3 separate regions of the Mus musculus genome follow, and all the other regions are linked to region 1. Evidence: chromatin contacts called from public HiCAR-type and promoter capture Hi-C data. All regions are on one chromosome and are shown on one strand. The core of a region is the stretch at or near the end of the contact, and the rest is flanking DNA. Distances in the headings are between cores, read along the strand shown. Region 1 holds the start of Pkp2 (plakophilin 2). Region 2 holds the start of Mpv17l (Mpv17 transgene, kidney disease mutant-like). Region 3 holds the start of Nde1 (nudE neurodevelopment protein 1).

What was found. Promoter capture Hi-C pulls out the DNA fragments that hold promoters and counts their contacts. HiCAR-type assays count read pairs that join an accessible place to other places.
Region 2: a contact with region 1 is called in a promoter capture Hi-C map of liver, with 2.6 times the contacts expected there. The contact joins the promoter of Mpv17l here to the promoter of Pkp2 in region 1. A contact is called at or near these places in 2 of 39 promoter capture datasets (hippocampal neurons and liver).
Region 3: a contact with region 1 is called in a HiCAR-type map of astrocytes, with 4 times the contacts expected there. The contact joins the promoter of Nde1 here to the promoter of Pkp2 in region 1. A contact is called at or near these places in 1 of 39 promoter capture datasets (embryonic stem cells) and 1 of 115 datasets of contacts at active chromatin or transcription factors (astrocytes).

Annotation. Positions count from the first base shown.
Region 1 is chr16:16,210,808-16,215,101 of GRCm38.p6, reverse strand. Pkp2 (plakophilin 2) reads right to left here and starts at 1,757. Exons shown (of 13, transcript NM_026163.2): 1 at 1,507-1,757. The coding sequence starts at 1,729.
Region 2 is chr16:13,938,737-13,943,030 of GRCm38.p6, reverse strand. Mpv17l (Mpv17 transgene, kidney disease mutant-like) reads right to left here and starts at 2,366. Exons shown (of 4, transcript NM_033564.3): 1 at 2,008-2,366. The coding sequence starts at 2,317.
Region 3 is chr16:14,161,575-14,165,868 of GRCm38.p6, reverse strand. It overlaps Nde1 (nudE neurodevelopment protein 1), which reads right to left and starts at 2,594. Exons shown (of 9, transcript NM_023317.2): 1 at 2,501-2,594.

The DNA.
Region 1 (4,294 bases), core at 508-3,007:
TAGTTGATGCCTGCTTGTTCTTCTGGCTGGCCACCCTTACAAGATAAGGAAGAAGGCTCTTCAGTTCCACGTTAGCACTGGGCATGAGGCTTTTCACACTGCAGGATGCAATGGCAGGACTAGCCAGACACTGCCCTCAGTCATCCTGGAGTCCTTTGCCACATTCCTAACCCTAAGGTTTGCTTTTTCTTCTCACCAGGAACTAAAGCAGTTCTTTCCTGTGTAAACCTTTCCATCCTCTTAGAACTTCCTTAGTTTTACTTAGAGGAAAAGGAGTCGTTACAGGGAAGTTTAGTTCCCAAGTAATTTCATTTTGTGTTAGTAATCAAACACTTAATATGTTAACTCATGATCGACTTAAAACTCCACATTTTGGCTTTTATATACCACCTATGCCACTTTCTGTCTGGAATCTTGACTGTTTTATTTGCTCAGTTTCCTTGTCTCTAAGCTTGGATCCACAGTAAACCCAGCCCATGTCTGTAATCTCAGCACATGGGAGACGGAGACGGGAAGTTTGAGGCTGCATCTTAAAAATCGTATCTATATCTACACATATGGAAAGAGAAAGGAAAAAAATACACAGTTCATTTTAAGAAGATAATATAAAGTGCGAACCACATAGCCTAATTAGGGACGTTACAGGCACTCACTTACATGAGCTTGCAATCATTAAACACCTCTTTACTTTTCAAGTATGCAAACATCAACTGCCCTAACCTTTAGACAAACTGAAAAGCGGACAGCCTCCCAGACTCTGCTATTTGAAATCCACATGCTGGCACGGAAGCATTATTATTCTTAATGGTAATCACATTTACCAGAGCTTCTGATCTTTCTGATCAACCACACTTCTGTCAACTAGTCTGTGTGGTGGGGGGTTGATTTTTTTTTTTTTAATGAGGGCGGTTCTGCACCCACGCATCTGTTGGTTCTGGTGTGTGGGTGTGAGGTGGGCAGGCGGGGCTACCTTCAGCCTGGCCAAAGTCTCCTTCCTCCTTATCCTCCGCAGGGTGTTCAGGTTGCTCCCAGACCCAAAGCCGACTTGCTCAATTTGTTTAGTCGCAGATACGGAGTGGAGCACTTGGACGAGGTAACCTCAATTTAGAGGATGGAGGAACCGCAGGGCTTTGAAGGTTTCTTTCTAAAAATATTTATAGAGAGTCGTAAACTCTAAAACATCTCAATAAAAGCCCAAAGCGCCTTATTCCAGAAGATCAATCTTGCATACCAAAGTCTGCATAAAATTTCAAAGTGTTTTTTAGAATCTCAGGGAGAGAACCCGGAGCGAGCGGCGAAGGGTGAAACCGATCGAATTCTTTAATACAGACAATTGTGTAATTAACAAACGAATAAGGTAGACCAGAACCAAAGGTTAGGGAGGAAGCGTGTCCAAAGCGACCAACCACGAGCCGGAAAAGGTAAGGTGAGCAACAGGTGGGCGGGCGGACACCGGTTCGCACCGGGGAGACCTACGACTAGCACGGCGGGTGGGGTTCGACTCACCGCTGACCGCAGAGCTCCGGCCCCGGCGGGCCAGGGTCTGCTGCACCTGCTCCTGGATCCGCTGGCTCCGGGCCGCCGGGTCGCCGCGGCCGCTGCTGCCGGCCAGCCTCAGTCTGGCCTCGGAGGGCAAGGCCAGGCTGGAGCTGTCCAGGTGACCCAGGATCTGCTGGCCCAGCACAGTCCGGATGTAGCCACACTCGGCCAGTGAGCCGGGGACGGCCATCGCGTCGGCGGAGTGACCAGGAGGGACTGCCAGGACCTGCCCGCAAAGCCGCAGAGGCGTGGGGACCGGCAGCAAACCCCGCCCCGCCCCGCCCCGCCCCGCCCCGCCCCGCCCCGTAGGACCCAGGCCCTTAGGGGACAGGGGCGTGGCTCCTGCAAAGCAGGCGCACTCCGCCCGGGGCGAGCACGTCCTCTGAGGCCCCCACGTATTCTCGGCTCGCGAAGGATTGTGGGAGGAGCTGCCCTTAGGACAGGTGCAGCTGGGAACTTCTGCTGTGAGTAGCACATCTAGTTAGTTAGGGTCAGTTACACTGTTCCAAACGTTCACAGATAATGAAACATGTATGAAATAGACGTATTTTAAAGGTTTTTTTTTTTATCCGTAGTACTTCAGGACGCCGAGCTTTTTGTACAGATGGAGCCCCAGAAACATATGTTCTCCCTCAGTGAAAGCCTCTGCTTGCTCTTGCAAATACACAAATTGTACCCAGTGCGCTCTTGTCCACCCACTTCCTTCTTAAGGAACATGCCCACACAGAGAAACTCCAATAAGAGGCCCAGAGAAAAGATGACTTTTAATACTCAGTTTTAATAGCTCTTCTAACGTTGACTAAGCCCTCTTTATGACAAGCTCTTTGCAGGGGAACTCATGAACGAGGTTTCTCACTTAAATCTCCCGAACTTGAGTTTATCATGCTATTAACTATGCTTCACATGCAATTGGGCTAAGAACAAGAGCTAAGCTCAACAGAAGGGTCCTTGAACTTAAAGTTGACAACCGATGCTACTCTCCACATACTGGTATTTAGACTTGGGAGAAGAAAAGAAAAACATCTATGTTTGTTATCAAGTGGGGTCTTTTCCTTTGGTTGCTAGGGTTTGTACCTTTGTTGGAACAGCTAGGGAACACAACTTCTCTTCTTCCCCGGTTCCTAACTAAACAGTTAATGTGGCTTCCTGTTTTGCCTTCGAGCATCGAGGAAATCAGGGACGAGTCACTCTTTCTCCACAGGCCACATAGTCAAAGGTCATAAGGAAAGCTCTGGAGGTGGGAGCTATGAGGTCAGCAAAAGCAACTGGGCCAGTCTTTAGGTAAATTGTGCCCAAAAGCTTGGCTTGCCAAGTCAGGTGTAAATAATGTACAGATGTGATGCTGAGAGCTTACCGAAAACAAGAATGTTATGACGGTTAAATTACAGCAACAAATCCTGTCACCAGCCCCTTGTAAGCAACCTGTTTCCCTTCATCTATCTCCTAGCTCCTTCTGAAAGTCCCAGGTCTGTTGCTTTAAAAGATAACTGCAGCGCCTGCTTCTGCAGGGCCAGGACTCACTCTGGCTTCTGTACCTGGAGAACTATGATTGGTAAGGTCCCATTCTGCTTTCTTCAGCAAGAGACAAACAGGAAATTTCTCTTATTTATCTTAGGAAGTGTAACTTCACTTTCCTGTTTCTTGTCAAATCACTTTTTAAAAGTTCTGTTGTAATTGATTATCTTATTATGCAGGCTCCAATAAATGAGGATATCTTGTAGTTGGTAGTTGGATGGTTTGATAAAAGAATGGCAATTAGAAATTAGCTTACAAGTGAAGGAGGATATACATCTAATTTAGCTTATCCTTTGGTATGGCTAAATAACATAGCCTCTATCCTCCCCAGGTTCCTAACCATACAATTAATGTAGAGCTATGTAGCGTCCTGTTTTACCTGAGGATCAAGGAAGTGAAAAGGAAATAGGGACTAGTCATCCTTTCTCTACAGGCCACATGGTCAAAGGTCATGAGGAATGCTCTGGAAGTAGAAGCTATGAGAACAGCAGGCCTTGGGAACACCAAGTGGTGGGTCATAAGCAGTGCTCTGCATATTTTTACATGTCAACATCCTGTCTGTAAATGGGAATAATAAATGTACCTACACATAGTGTTGCCATGATCACTAAACAAAGAATTGTACATAAGTGTTCAACAGCCCTTAGAAGTCCATTCTTGAGTCTCTGACTTTCTTCACGTCTTTATCATAGATCCCCATCTTACTTAAATGGTATTCTTTCACAATCACTCATGTATGAGCACACATGCGTGCGCGCACACACACACACATACACACACACACACACACACACACATACATATTCACTGTTTCTCTGCACATTTTTTCCACAGATTTTATTTTAATCACTTGTTCTGGTGATTTAAAACAAAAAGGCCCTCACAGACTCATATATCTGGTGTTTGGTCTATAGTTAAGTGGAAGGAATAGGAGATAGAGCCTTGTCGAAGGAGGTGTGTCACTGGGAGATAGGCTTTGAGATTTCAAAAGCCCACACCTGACCCAGTTTCTCTCCCCCCTCCTTTTCTCCCACCCCTCTCTCTCTCCTCTTCCTCCCCACTATCTCCTCCTCTCCCACCCTCTTCTCTGCCTGCAGCTTGTGGGTCAGAGGTGAGCTCTTACCTGGTTCTACCTTACCACACCTGCCTTGGTGATTATGAACTGGCTCTCTGAAACTGTAAGCAAACCCCCAGTTGAATGCTTTCTTTTTAACAGTTGCCTAGCTTGTGGTCTTTTCTC
Region 2 (4,294 bases), core at 1,117-3,616, 2.3 Mb after region 1:
CAGCCAGGACTACACAGAGAAACCCTGTCTCAAAAAAAAAAAAAAAAAAAAAAAAAAAAAAAAAAAAAGGAGAAAAAGACAGCTAGCTAGTCATAGCGGTCCTACAAAATTAACACTCAAAAGACTGAAGCAGGAGGAGCATCGTGAGCTCAAGGCCAGACTGCAATACAAAGCATGACTTACTTTGTCTAAAAATAAAGTGTTCAGGGATGCTAACAGCAAGAACCCGGCCAGGTGACCCATTCTTTAATCCATCATTTCCCAAGGCAGATCTGACACAGGGCTTGTGTCACACAGATCTGACAGATTTGACTATCAATTTTCAAGTAGCACCTTAAACTTTCAGCTCACACACCCATGTTCCCCTTCAAGAAGCAGAGGAGACTGAACCAGAAATCTGACAGTAAGACACAGCAACAATCTAGACAGGTGATAGATGAGAAGGCCTCAGGCCTTCATGCTAGGCATCCCCCACTCCCTGGGACAGCACTGTTATCTAATCTCAGAGTAATCATACACACAATCACTATCTATACCAAGATGAAGAACATGGCTAAAAGTCTGGATCATGCTGTCTTCTGGTGAACTTCCAAGCCCTCCATGCCTGTGTTCTCATTATCTGACATGGGAATTGTGAGAGTATCCAACAAATGGTAGCTCAAAGATTAAATCGGAATCTAGCCCATCAAGTCTTAAGTCCTGGCTCCTAACCCCCTCATCACTGCACCAAGCTACAGTAAGCACTGGGATGTGTTTGCAAAGCTGGCTGAGAGATCGCTCGAGAGAACAAGGCACAGAGCTTGGGCAAATCAGAAAAAGCCTCTTGCTCTCTGGTTGTCTATTCTAACTTCACTGACCTTAGCCATGGCATTAGCTGAGACTATAACAGGCCACCAGGTCTTTGATGTTTCCTGTGGGTTATAGAAGGAAAGGAAGTTAATACAAACTCCCTATAATACCTCCCAGAGGAGGGTAAGTTTCTTCTAGATGGTTCGCCTACCTTTATTCGGTTTTAGAAGACATTAACAAGCTGAGCCTGGTGGGTCAAGAATGTCACCCCAACAACTTGGGAGATTTAAGTGGGAGAATCACAAATTCAAGACCAGCCTGAGCAACTCAGTGAGCCCCTGTCTCAGAATTAAAAACGAACTAAAGACTGCAAATATAGTTCAGTTGGCACAGCTTGAGGCCGGAGGGAGGCTTTAGGCTCAGTTGCTGGTGATCTACCATCCCCAATGACAGTCCCTGGAAAAGACTCTCCAAACACGGAGTGGCCCTCCCCAGCTGCCACTGCCTTTTAGGATACAGAAATTGCTAAGGAGACAAAAACCAAGAGACCCTTTGTTGTTCTCAGTAAACCAGGCAGAAAAGATTCCCAAAGCCAGCTCATCCAGCCCGGCTTGAAAACAGCTTCCTCATAGGTACACCACCCCCTCCCATTCTCTGTGTGACCCCACCCCAGGGAAATCTTGTTGCTCAAGCAAGACTAAGACCCTGGAAATGACTTCTGTAATCGCATATTTCACCCACTCTGCCCCCAGAGTCACCACCGATCCCATCACTTTTGAGTTAATGTGCTGGCCGCAGAGCCTCAGGTGTGGCTTTTTCTAGAACAGGTGGAGTCTAGGGATGGAGCTGCTATGGGGCTAAGCTAGGGTCTCTTGAAGATGCTTCTTTCTGGAGGAAAAGTGACCTCTCCCTCCTGAACTCTGTCAACCTCAGCCTCTCAGCTCGGACACCAACCCTCTGAATCCCTGGCACTTGGCATCTCCAGTTCCCCGGCCAGCGGCCCCCAAATTCTTCCTTCTGGAAACCTCAAGTCCTCCAATGTCCAGACCTCCGATCGCTGCTTCAGAACTTCCTTTCAGCCTTAATTCCCGGGCCGCAGAGTTGTCACCTCCTGCCTTAGCCCCAGTGGCTTTAGATCTCCGGTCTCCCCGTTCCCCGCACCCACCCCCACTCCCGAGCCTCCTGCCTGGCCTCCAGTGCCCGGCCCTGGCCCCTCACCGACGTAGAAGGCAGAGAGGGCTATCGGCCCTCCGACAGTCTGATCGCATAGCACCTTGGCCAGGACCGTGCGCGGCGCGCGGCCTGGCAGGGCGCGCTCCAGTAGGCGCAGCCACACGTAGTTGAAGTTTCCGTGGAAGGTCACGGCCAGAGTGGCCACGCGACGCGTCTGGCGCCAGTCGGCTGGGCCTCCCCGCAGTCGCTGCTGCAGGGCATCACCCGCCGAGAAGAGCCCGGCGTAGAGCAGCACGTTAGTGGGCCACGGATAGCGCCGTGCTGCCTGTGGAAACGCGCGCCACCAGCTCGCCATACCTGCCCCGGGTGCCCTCAGGGCCTGCACACCTGACTGCATGCATTTCAAGCGCCAGAGCGATTGGACCTCCCTCTGCACACCCAACCCGCTGGTCCAATCCAGTGACAGCTGGCCACCGAGAGGGCGGAGCTTCTGTGGTGATGTACGGCGTCCACCGGGATGTGACAATTTCCATGAAATTTCCAGGAGAGACATTCAGAAAACAGACTGCCTAGCATGGCATCGGTTCCCCACTACCGCAATAAAAAGTAAGAAAGCAAGCTAGCTCCAAAGTGTCAATGTACTGGAGATGCTGGCATACAGAGAATCATTCTTTTAGCACACAATACATCATCTTACTGGGTCACTATAGGCCGATGTCAGAAGAATGAATTACTGCTGGATGTGCCTATTCTGCCCTCCAGCTTGTGTCTTCGTGACCCCTGACATCCCAAAACAGGCTTGGAGACCCATGGTGTCAGTTCCAGGGGCAAGGGTGAGCATTTGGGGAGCAGGCAGAAGCTCTGACCTTGTGCAACTCATTTTCTCCATGTCTTTTTCTGCCTTACCCTCCTTCTGTGATAGCCAGCCTCTCTTCCAACACTCCCCTCTGTCTTGTTTGTTCACTGTAGTTTTTATTTTTTTAAAAAATCTAGTACCTTTAAAAAGATATTTTCTATTTATTTTTAAATATTCATTAAATTTTACTTTATGTGTATAGGTGTTTTGTCTGTATATCACTTACCATACTAAGTGCCCACAAAGTTACATACCATCATTAGCTGCCATGTGAGTGCTGGGAATTAAACCTGGGTCCTCTGGAAGAGCAACTAGTACTCTCAACCACTGAGTCATCTCTCCTGCCTATTTCAATTACTTACATTCTCTCAATCTCTCCCTCTCTCCCTCTCCCCCCCCCCTCTCTCTCTGTGTGTTGGGGGTGTGGAGATCAGAGGACAATTTTTATTTCTCTCTTTCCACTATGTAAAGTCCTGGGGACTGAATTGAGGATGTCAGGCTACTAAACCCCTTCACCAACTCGGTGCTTGAATTTTGAAATATTTTCAGACTCAGGGAAAATGTAGGAAAATTATACAAAGGAAGCCAGATGTGAGACATACCCTCTCATCCCTACACTTGGAAGGGAGGAGTGCTGAGGCAAATTGCCCAGAGTTTAAGGCAAATTGCCCACTCTAGGCTATAAAACAAGACCCAATTTCAAAACAAACAAACAAAACAAAACAAAAAACAGAAAATAAAAATATACAAATAATTCCCATATAATCTTACTTGTTTTGTTTTGTTTGAGTCAGAGCTCACATTGCCCAGGCTAGCCTCAAATTCCTAATCCTCCTTCTGCTGCTGCTTCCTAAGAGCTAAAGTTACAGGCTTGGGCCACAGTGTTCAGCTACCATATGCTCTTTGCTTGGTCCTCCCCAAGTGTGGCATCTTACATAAGTGTAGTATGATTATCAAAACAAGGAAAAATGTAGGGGTGCAATACAATCTCCCAGTTTACATGCCAATCTTACTTAAGCTGATGTGGGAAGTCACTTTCTCTCATCCAACAACCAAAGCTGGACTGCTATAGTGTTTCCTTAGGTCTTCAACCTGAACCATAGACCAATTCTCTCAAGGATTGTCACTAATTATAAGTCATTTTTTATAAGCTGAATTGTCTCCTATCATATTTTATACATTGAGGCCCTAACTTTTAGCTCTTCAGAATGTGACTATATTTGGAGACCTTAAAGAAGTGATCCAGTTAAAGTGAGGTTCTGAGCTAGGCAATACAGTCTGTACGGTGCCTTCATGAGAGGATACGGATGCAGCAAGAGACACCATGGTGAATTCATATAGAAGAAAAACATAAGATGATAACTGGCTATTTGGTCTATTTGTGGTGTCCTTGCTTGTATTTCTAAGTGGGAGTGGAGGCATAACAGTCAAGGGTTCAAGATTATTTCCAACTATACAGTGAGTCTGAGACAAGCT
Region 3 (4,294 bases), core at 1,345-3,844, 2.1 Mb after region 1:
CATGAAGCAGTGGTGGAAGCAACTAGACCCGAATGCACTATGTCTTTTTTGAAGTCAATTCAAGAACTGCAAAGTTGCACATAGATTGGCAGGAAGTCAGTTTGGACCACAGTCTTTTAAAAACACCATTATAATAGGTGTTAATACCAGGTTGCAGTTCACATAGCTTTGTGCCTGCTATCTTAAAAACAGAGTGGTGGTCCACGCCTACAATCCCAGCTACTATGACATGTGAAGCAGAGGATTTCTAAATGTGAGTCCAATCTGGACAACTTAGAAAGACCAAGACTCTTATCTCAAAAATAAAATTGAAACAAAGCACTAGGTAACCAGCTCAGGCAGGGGAGACCTCGGCTAAGGCACATGGGTTTAATTCCAAGTCCTATCAAAAACCAAGAGAATATGGTGTGCATTTATATTACTCATGTGTTGGTAACTTGCTTTTCAATGCCTTGGTGCTTGCTATCTTACGCCTCTGTGGACCAATTCAGGGACCACACAAATATGTTTGGTAGGGCAGGGGAGATGGCTCAACTAGTAAAAGGCTCTCATACAAACACGAGAGCCTGAGTTCAAATACAAAACACCCATGTAAAAAGCTGCACACTGGTGTTCTACAATCCCAGTGCTAGGTGTGGGGAGACAGAGATAGGCAAGATCCCTAAAGTTCAGCGGCCAGCCAACCTAGCCCAACTAAGGAGTTTCAAAAACTTAAAATAAATCAATACAAGAGTTAAGATGGAAAACAACAGAAGAAAGAGTCCTCTTATAGACTTCTGGTACTCCACACAGTACCTCTATGCTAACAAGTACACACACCACACAAAATTCAAAAAGCAAATTTTAAAAAGTACCTGTTTCCCGTAAGGTGGTTTTACACGTCTAAGAATTCATTTCAGCACGGGGTTTCTGTGTATGTGCAAAGTATTCCTGTGCATGAGGAGCCAGAAGTGGGGTTTGTGTGTGTGTGTGTGTGTGTGTGTGTGCAGGTGTTTGTGTGCATGCAGGGTCAGAAGTGACATCAGGTGTCTTCCTCTATCACTCTCCACCTTTTTAATTTTATTTATTTATTTATTTATTTATTTATTTTTGAGGTAAGGTCTCTCATTGAACCCAGGGCTCACATTCTCCTGCACTGGGCAGCAAGCCTCAGGGCCCCCCTGTCCCCCAAGCTGGGTACTGCAAATCACAGGTGTGCACCATCACACCAGCTTTTTGGTGCTGGGGACATCACTTAGGTCCTCACACTTTGAAATAAGAACTTTCAGTCCTTAGGATTGGTTTTGTTGGGAGGAGTCCCCCAAAATTAAGTCTACAAAACTGTCTGAGAACACACACAAGTCACACACCTCTAATTTCAAATTTCTAGGAAAGAAATAAAGTGATGTCTGAGTGAAGAAAGCTAGCCAAGCTGATCACCAATACTCGATGCCAATATCGAATGAACCAATACCCTTCTCCAGCCCAAGTTTATATCTCTCTCAAATAAACAAGACGTGAATGGGAGCCAGGTGATGGTGGACACCTCTAATCCCAGCACTTGGGAGGCAAAGGCAAGAGAATCAACTTGAGTTCGAGGCCAGCCTGGTCTATAGAGCAAGTTCCAGGTCAAACACATCAAGAGTCAGTCACTAAGCCTAGCTTGTCTTCTTGCTGCTTAAGTACAAAGACATGCGACTTCAGAGGGGTTGGAGGGTTGGTCATAGTTCTGTAAGTTCCTCTTACTGAACTCCATATGGAATTCTGAAAGGGGAATTACTTAAACCTCAAAACGGGCTGAATACCAGTGTGCTGGGGAAGAGAAGTGCGTGGTCAGATACCCTCAGGCTCTGGAGTAGTTTCTATCAGACTATACTTCAAAAGCACCCCTTCTGAGTCCTAAAATGTTATCCTAACACACAATACACAGAAACAGGTGGCAGAGCCAATTACAAACCTCCACCCAGCTAGAGAAGTTGAGCGAGGATCCGGCTAAAGCGCAGAAGGATGCACAACCTGGCAAAAAGTCGAGATGATTTAGGAAATATGAAGTCGCTCCGGAGTCAAGGTGACTCCGGGTTGCCCAGGACCTCAAAGAGGTAGAGGTGAGCTGGGCCAACATCCAAGGTGTGGGGTAAGCACTCTCACCCTTTGTCGGATAAAGTTTATCCGATCCAAAGTGCTGTCTAGGGAAATTTGAAACGTCCAGCGGCCGAGACCTATAGGCATCGAGGGGAAGGTTGGATATAGGTTGGTATCCGTGCGGCAGCAGTTGGGGACCCGGAAACTGTGGGGTGAAGGGGCAGACTAAGAACTCGGGGGCCTTGGGGCGGCGTGGGCATGGGTCTTGAGGACGTTCGAGGATAGAAAAGCAGCCAGCAGAAGAGGAACGGAGTTGGCCAGGGCGAGCGGCGGAGCTCACGGATGGAAGGTGGAAAGCTGAGGAGGGCAGGTGTGGGGGACACGTCGGATGGATGCTGCGGGCGTGGCGGAGACCCGCCCGCAGCCTGGCTCCACTTACCCAGCCCGGGCGGCGACGATTCCAGCGAGGCGCGGGCCGGCAGGCCTTTCTTGCCCTCCAGCCTCGCCGGTACTGCGCGGTGCGCGCCTCCCATTGGCTGCCGCTCTCGGGACGCGTCTGACTCGGCCAATCAGCGCAAAGAAGCGAGGTTTGGAAACTTTTTCTCTCTAGGCCCGGGCGCGGCTGGGCCAAGCCTCGGTGGGGGCGGGAGGGGCCGCAGGAGGCGCAGGCCACTGGCCCGGAAGGCGGGCGTGGAGAGGGCCTGCTGGCGGCTCGGTACTCGCCGTGCCACGCACTCTGGAACATCCGCACGCCTCTCCTTCACACTGGTTGCATTTATCTGCTCTTGCTCTTGCCCAAGAATAGACAAAGGAGCAATTGGTCGGAGAAACCCGGGCATTAGGAATAGCTGATATTGGGTTACACTTGTAAGTGCCCTACCCGATTCCAAAAATGCTATACTAGCCCAGAATGCACAAAGACAAAAACAGGCATAGAGAACGACAAACTTCCGCCCAGCCCACAGGACCCTTGTTATTCCACAACTTTACACCCCAAATAGAATCTTTAACTGTTGTGGCTTCTTCTGAGACAGAATAGTTTAATGTGAAAGAACTTGACTTTGAATCCTAACTCCGCCGCTTACTAGCTATGTGTATTTGAAACAAGGTATTTAATTACTCGTGGATAAAATGGTCGTCGTCGTCGTCCCCCCCCCCCCCCCCCGAGCTAAATAAATAAGTTTACAAGACTTTGTGCAGTGCTTTGTAAATAAGCCGGGCAGTGGTGGAGCACACCTTTAATCCTAGCACTCGGGAGGCAGAGGCAGACGGATTTCTGAGTTTGAGACCAGCCTGGTCTACAGCGTGAGTTCCAGGACAGTCAGAGCTACACAGAGAAACCCTGTCTTGAAAAACAAACAAACAGGGCTGGCGAGATGGCTCAGGGGTTAAGAGCACCCGACTGGTCCCGAGTTCAAGTCCCAGTAGCCACATGGTGGCTCACAACCATCCATAACGAAATCTGATGCCTTCTTCTGGGATATCTGAGGACAGCTACAGTGTACTTACATATAATAAATAAATAAATCTTTAAAAAAAAAAAAAAGTCATCATATGGTTGCTAGGAATTGACCTCTAGGAGATCAGTGTTCTTAACTGTTGAGCAATCTCTCCAGCCCCTTGTTTTTTCCTTTTTTGAAACACTTTTCCTATGTAACTTGGGCTGGCCTCAAATTTCTGAGTATTCCCTTAGCCTTATTTTTCAGTGGGATCACAGGCCCAGCTAATAATAATTTCTTAACGTTAAGCCATTAATTGTTCATTAATTATTAAATACTATTAGGCACAGGTAATTTTACAACCTGGTGACTAAGACAAAGAATCTGATCTTAAAGGGTTAATACAGTAAACGGAAACAGAATTTCAGATGCCAAATGTTGCTGAAGACTATTTAGAGACTGGGAAGCCAGAGAAAGGCATAGTTAGCTTACATTTCTGGCAGTGTTGGCCTTGAACCTAGGCCCTTGGCCATGTTAAGCAAATACTGTATCATTCAGCTGTATCTCCAGCCTCCTAGAATTGTTTAAAAGATGAGAAAAAGGGTACAGGAAATCCAAGTGTTTCGATTTTGTACCTAACAAAAGGAGCTTCAGAAGGCTCTTTTTGACTCTTACAATCATGTTCTGTTCCCCTGGGCTACACAAGTAATGCCTCCTGCCCCCTGCCCCCTGCCCCTCTCCTCAGTTTTGTTGGTTGAACTCAATACCTTACCCACTCTAGGTAAATGCTCTAC